Regions from separate parts of the Mus musculus genome. Here region 2 is linked to region 1. A link is a contact called in public HiChIP or PLAC-seq data. All regions are on one chromosome and are shown on one strand. The core of a region is the stretch at or near the end of the contact, and the rest is flanking DNA. Distances in the headings are between cores, read along the strand shown.

Evidence for each region. HiChIP or PLAC-seq counts read pairs in DNA pulled down with a chosen protein or histone mark.
Region 2: a contact with region 1 is called in an H3K27ac HiChIP or PLAC-seq map of acute myeloid leukemia, with 2.6 times the contacts expected there. The contact joins the enhancer-like site here to the promoter of Hprt in region 1. A contact is called at or near these places in 3 of 39 promoter capture datasets (HPC-7-derived erythroid cells, frontonasal cranial neural crest and second pharyngeal arch cranial neural crest), 2 of 115 datasets of contacts at active chromatin or transcription factors (acute myeloid leukemia and astrocytes) and 1 of 9 other capture datasets (adipose tissue).

Annotation. Positions count from the first base shown.
Region 1 is chrX:52,986,509-52,989,803 of GRCm38.p6, reverse strand. Hprt (hypoxanthine guanine phosphoribosyl transferase) reads right to left here and starts at 1,726. Exons shown (of 9, transcript NM_013556.2): 1 at 1,554-1,726. The coding sequence starts at 1,580.
Region 2 is chrX:53,319,291-53,322,585 of GRCm38.p6, reverse strand. It overlaps a transcript of Fam122c not described here. Among named protein-coding and RNA genes, the nearest start is that of Fam122c, 48 kb to the right of the region's middle. Within about 2 kb of position 1,820, at least 27 of the 459 cell types and tissues checked have an H3K27ac peak or open chromatin away from gene starts, as enhancers often do. A contact at or near this core is called in acute myeloid leukemia, where this site is marked.

The DNA.
Region 1 (3,295 bases), core at 477-2,976:
AATGGTTGCACAGGAAGAAATGTCTGAAAAGGAAGCTTCAGTCTAGGTGAAGATACTGAAGGCCACATAGAACATATTCTAAGCAAGCAGGATTCTGGGTCATTAAGAACACAGTGGTTTTGCCTTAAGCCACAATATCTAATACACTATGAGAGAACACCTTTTTAAGGGCTCAAATGGTTATTAATTCACCCAACAAACTATTAGTGAAAACTTGCCACAAACCAGACATTGTGCTATACCTAAAGCTGAGGCTTGTTTAGGGGCCTGGCTTTTGGCCCAGTAGAGTAGAGAGCTTGCTTACCCAGTAGAACAAGGGTTCATTCCCTAAAATGAATTTTTAAAAAACCAGCAAGACTCAGTGATGCAACATTTGGGAGGCAAGAGTCAGGATGACTGTCACAAGTTCATGGCCAGCTTGATGGTCTACATTACCAATTACAGACCAGACAGAGCTACATAGTAAGACCCTGCCTGAAAACATCAAGATAAAGTACGTGTGAGTGGGAAAGTCAACCAACAAGTAACCAGATACCTGCTAAATCTGTAGTATATAAAGCATAATATGACATTTAAGGAGTACCAGAGGCAAGAATAAGAATAGAGCAGGCTAAAGTCGTTAATCAGAAGCAGGAGCTATGGGATGTTCTAGCAAGCATGATCAGCAAGGTTATGGCGTTGGGATTGATAGGGGAGACAGAGCTTGGCAGGTTAGAAAAAATTGAGCCAATGGGAGAAAAGGCAGGATATCTGAAGATGAGTGTGGAAAAAAGTCATCCAACGTAACAACCAAATCCATACTTTTTTTTTTTTTTAAATTCCCACAGCATCCAAGGGCATGGGCTCCCAAGTCAAGTGTATCTGAAGCCAAAGCCCATTATTCTGGGCCATGGGGGGGTAAAAAAACAAAACAAAACAAAACAAAAAACGAGCCGCCTTTCCACTCTTCAGGTGGAAAATAGGCGTGATTTTCACTGCCTGGGCCGCAGCGCTGATTCAACGGAGTGATTGCGCATTCCCACAAATATGAATTATGGCATCTGCAGAATTAGGGGCAAAGTCCAGGCCTGAACATGCCCTCTCATGCGGTCGTCTTGGGAACCGAAGCTCCTTCTAGAGGTGTTCCCTGGCCGCCAAACCCCAAACTTGTAGAGCTGGGCCTCTCCCAGGAGAGCTCCCCCGCCCTCCCCGCGCCTGATCCTTCCTGAAGCCGCCCTCCGCCGCTTGCCACCGCGCGCGTCCGCCGGCCGCACATGTCAAGTCCAACGCCATTGCCACCTTCCTGGTCCACACGCAGCCTGCCCTCTCTCTCTGTCGGGGCTCACTGGAGGGGCATCCCCACCCCCGAACCCCGCCATCCCGTCCTGCCCGCCGCCCTCATGGGGCATCTAGCCAGACTCCAGGAATCCCTGACCGCCCCCGCCATCAAAGAGTCCCGGCCGCCCCAGCGCCCAGAGCGGGCCTCGGGAGCCTCAGGGCTCCGGCCTGCGTCACTGTGCCACCGGGCGCATGGGGCCCGGCTGTGGGGCTCTGCTGGAGTCCCCTTGGCTCACCACGACGCTGGGACTGCGGGTCGGCATGACGGGACCGGTCGGCTCGCGGCAAAAAGCGGTCTGAGGAGGAAGCCGGCGGAGGAGGTGCTACCGCTCCGGAAAGCAGTGAGGTAAGCCCAACGCTCTCCCTCGCCGCCTCAGCAATGGCTCAGAAACGCTGCCGGCCAGGCTCCGCCCCTCGGCCCGCCCTCTCGGCCCGCCCAGGCTCCGTCCCCGGAGGCTCCGCTGGGCGTTCTCCCGCGCGCGCGCCACCAAAGGCAGTTCCGGAACTCTTATCTGACTAGGTGGGCCTGATAATTTTCTTTCTGAAGAAAATGGTACTGGCCATACCGCAGCCCCCAGGCCCTCTGTCGTCTCCCAGAGGATTCCCAGATAATCACTCCGCATTTTTCTCCCTCCTCATGAGTCTAAACAGCTCTAAATCATGATGTGATTCCTCAAGATTTAGGCCCAGTTCTTTCACAAATTTTTACTTAGTCATAAGATTTGAGATCCAGCCGGGCGGTGGTGGCGCACGCCTTTAATCCCAGCATTTAGGAGGCAGAGGCAGGCGGATTTCTGAGTTCAAGGCCAGTCTGGTCTACAAAGTGGAGTACCAATCCAAAAGGAAAAATAAACTACTTAGTAACCTTAGGAGAAATAGACCCTAAAATGCTTTTTGCCTTTACATAAAATGAGCATTTTAAGCCAAGTATGGTTTAAAAAAAAAAAAAAGGCTTTTATGCCCAGCTACCAAGAAAGGAGAATCACATACATATTCGACCTACCCAGACAATTAAGATCTTGCTTCAAAATAAAAATTGTTAAGGTGGAATAGGGATGGAGAAAGACATCTTGCACATGACTGCAACACACACAAAAGAAATGCTGATAGAGATTCATATATTACCAAATAAGATGCCATTTCTTACATGTTGATTTTAGTCAGGTGTGGCGACACATATGTGTAATCCCAGCACTACAGAGGTAGGAGAATTACAACTGTGAATTCCAGACGAGCCTGCATTACAAAGTGAGACCCTGGCTGAAAAACAACTAACTAACTAACTAACCAACGAACGAACAAACTGACTGACTAGTGTTTGAAAAAATAAAAGAGCCAGGAAGAGAGCAGAGCAGTAGTACATTTGGGCTCTAAGAGGCTCTGGGTTCAATCTTTTTTTTTTTTTTTTTTGGTTTTTTTTTGAGACAGGGTTTCTCTGTATAGCCCTGGCTGTCCTGGAACTCACTTTGTAGACCAGGCTGGCCTTGAACTCAGAAATCCGGCTGCCTCTGCCTCCCGAGTGCTGGGATTAAAGGCGTGTGCCACCGCGCCCGGCTTCTGGGTTCAATCTTATACAACAACAACAAAAAAAGAATGAATAAACAAATAAATAGATAAAGTAAGCATATTAACCGTACTTGATGGGAATATGGGGGAATTAAAGGATTGCACACATACATTTGAGCGAGCATACATATGGGACACAATATAAAAGTACACAATGTATGGGAACTGTGGCTGTTATTCATATTTATTTTTTTCTCCACAATTTCCTGCATGGAATTTGTTTTATATTTTGTTTACCTATTAGATATTTTTTAAGACAGGTCTGTTTTTTAAGACAGGTCCTTCTATAGCCCAAGCTGGCCACAAACTTACTTTGTTGCTGAGTATGGCCTGGAACCCCTGTTCCTCTTGTCTCCATCTCCCAAGTACTGGGATTATAGACATCTGACTATCCAATGTGAAATCAGAAAAC
Region 2 (3,295 bases), core at 571-3,070, 330 kb before region 1:
ATAGAACTGAGGTTGAGGGATTAAATTCATCTGTTTTAAATTGTTTTCTCAGCAAGTAATATATTCACAGGACTCAGAATACAAAAGGTAGGAGACAGTAGGGGAAAGAAAGGCTGTGTGAGGGGCTCTGTGAATAAGAATGTTTGTTCACCAGCCTGATGACCTGACTCTGATTTTCAGGAGCTATATCGTGGAAGAAAACAACCAGCTTCCACAAGTTACCCTTTGACTTCCATGTATATACCATCGTATGTACTCAACAGTGTTCGTTTTTCACACACACACACACACACACACAAGTTTCATAACTCTTTACAAAAGGAGCCAGATGTAAAAGTGAAAGCTTTTAGTCCCAGCACTCAAGAGGCAGAAGCAGACATAAGTACCAGCCTGGTCTACAGAGTGAGTCCTAAGCTAACCATGACTACATAGTAAAACCCTGGCTTTTTTTTTTTCTTAAGTGTGTGTCCGATTCCATCTTTCTCCCCAGGCTAAAGTTCCCAGCTGCAGTCCATTTGCCAACAGCTGTCTTTGAAGAAACCAATATTAATGTTTGTGTCTCCCTCATCAAGTGTTCTATGCCAATATTGTCAAATGCACTGCACACTACACACACAGACTGCTGGGCCTTGCTTCTCCGGCTCACTACACAGCGATTGTTTCATAGCAGCACAGGACAGGAACGGCACCCACTTTATGGACTAAACGTAATGCGCTACGATTGGATTTCAGGATGTTTCTCATCAGATGTAGTTACAGATACTGGTGCAGCGCCTGCCTCTTCTTATGCAGTCATCCTGCACAGAAGCCTGTGGGTAAGACAAAGCTCCTTATGGCAGAGTTGCTGAATGGAACGAATGTTGTGTAACCTTGATAATGCTACATTATCCTTGCTCAGGTAAGTGTTGTTTGAATTCTGCCTGTGCTCTCTTGGCATGTCTTGACTGCTTCTTCACACCACCAGGGTCCCGTAGCAGCCCACTTGGAACATCCCAACCTCAGAGACACTTCTTTCTGTGACTTTAGCCTTCTATTGCCACCCCCACCCTCTGCTCCGAGGCCAGTCCTCACAGCTAGCCCCCTGTCTGCCCTTCTTTATCTCTCTCCTTTCCCAGAAGCCATTAGTGGCTTCCGTTCAGCAACTTCCAGTTCAGCCCATGGCCAGCCATTTTAGCTCTGCCTGGGTTGCCTCCCTCTTGGCAGCACCTGCTCTGCCAGTCCCCAGCCTTGTGAAAACCCTAGCCCTGTGTGCATTCTTGCCATTACCCTCTCTCAGGCAGCCTGCTCTTGCTGGAGAAGGTCAGGAAGTTGGCTCCACTACAAAGCCTGGCTGGCCAGCCCCCACTGGGGCCCCAAGGGCTATGCGGCAGCGGTCATTTTAGACATCGATATCACATTTCTCTCAGTGATTGTTCCAAATCCTTTCTATCTCCTCATATCCACTACCTGACTCTTGCCTTTAGAGCCCTCTGCCCAGCACCAAGCTTTGGATTTTAATGAACAGACATAGGTCATTAGGTTATACCCTCTTTCACCTGCCCACTGACCCGCGCCTTTCACCTTCCCACCTCCAGCCTCCCTGAAGTGGAGACTTTCGGCTCAAGTTGACCCCTTCCCTTCCAGCTTTGGCACTAGGTTCCTTTGCTTTCCTCTTACTCGGCTCCAGACTCTATCTCCCTTCCTTTTGGATTAGCCTTAACTCTCTACTATGTTTTTTTTTCCTCTTTACTTAAGAACAATTACCACCTTACCACCAGACTTCTTAGATTTAGCAATCTTTAGAGTTACACAAGGAACTCATCTGCTTCCTGGCTTCACTTCCTCATCCTGTTTGCTACAAAACCCAGAAACCATACCAGGCACGGTGGTGGACCTTGGTAAGCCCAGCATTGGTGAGGTGTGTGGAGGAGGATTGGGAGTTTAAGGTCAGCCTGGGGCATGCAGTAAGATTCCATTTCAGAAAATAATAACAAATATATAAAATAGAAAAAAAAAACATGACATCAACCAATTGTCAACATCTTATGTTTTCTTCTAATGTTTTCAAATGCACTTATATAGGTATATATACTTTTTTGTTTTACAAATTGGACCATATATGCAAACTTTTTATCATAATACATTTTAGGATATTGAAGCCTTGATACTTATCGTCTGGCTTCAATTAAGACAATTAACTTCACTGACTGAGTCCAGTTTCTCTTGTGCAAAACACAGACTATTACAGTAACTTCTTTACCAGGTTTTATGAAAATTCGATGAGATAAAACATATTACACTGCCTGACATCTAACAAGTTGGATTGATATTAGCTCCATGGCCTTCCACAGCAAATACAATAATGAGTCCTGTCCTTGTGATGTCTAACAGAAGAGATGAAAGCAACTGCAGCAACTCTCCAACACATTTCTCTGACACAAGCTTGGCACATGTGCAAATATAGGAGTGCACTGCAAGGTTCTAAAAACACAATAAAAAAAACAATGTTTATTTGCGGATTTAATGCTGTCAATATTCACCTGCAGCCAAGGCTATCCTGGAATTCAAAATGTACCTCAGGCTAGACTCAAACTCAAACTGAGCATAGTGGCAGACACATGTAACCCCACTTTTGGGCCTGGAATACAGAGACAGGTGGATTCCTGGAACTAATTGTCCAGCCAGCTTAGCCAAATTCATGAGCTTCCCTGTTCACTAAGAGTCCCTGTCTAAGAGAATAAGGTGGAAAGAACAATTAACAGTGACAGCTGATGTTAACCTCTGGTTTCCACATGTGCAGGGGAATGGACATAAGTTTGAGGCCATGTCTCCATAGAATTCCAGACCAGCTTGGGATGAAGTATGAGGCAATGACTCAAAACAAAACATAACAAACATACAATAACTCAGTAACAAAAATAAACAAGCAACCAAAAAGGAATGAGAGCAGAGACAGGGATGAAAGTGGTGACAGGCAAGGGACAATAGTACATGCAGTGCCTCTCTCTCTCTCTCTCTCTCTCTCTCTCTCTCTCTCTCTCTCTCTGTGTGTGTGTGTGTGTGTGTGTGTGCTGGGACTTGACCAAGGACCTTGTCACTGTTAGACAAATCTGTACCAGTGAGCGACATCTGCACTTTGAACTTATTCCACAAGAGGAATCACATAATCATTTTGCTTACATTTATCATCATATTTAACATGTGACCAGACACCTAGTACCTAATGATTTTAATTTCCTACTATAATTTATTTTAAAGGGAACTTCAAAACACTCACATGAATAAAAACCTAGAATTATAAGCCACGAAAGTCTAG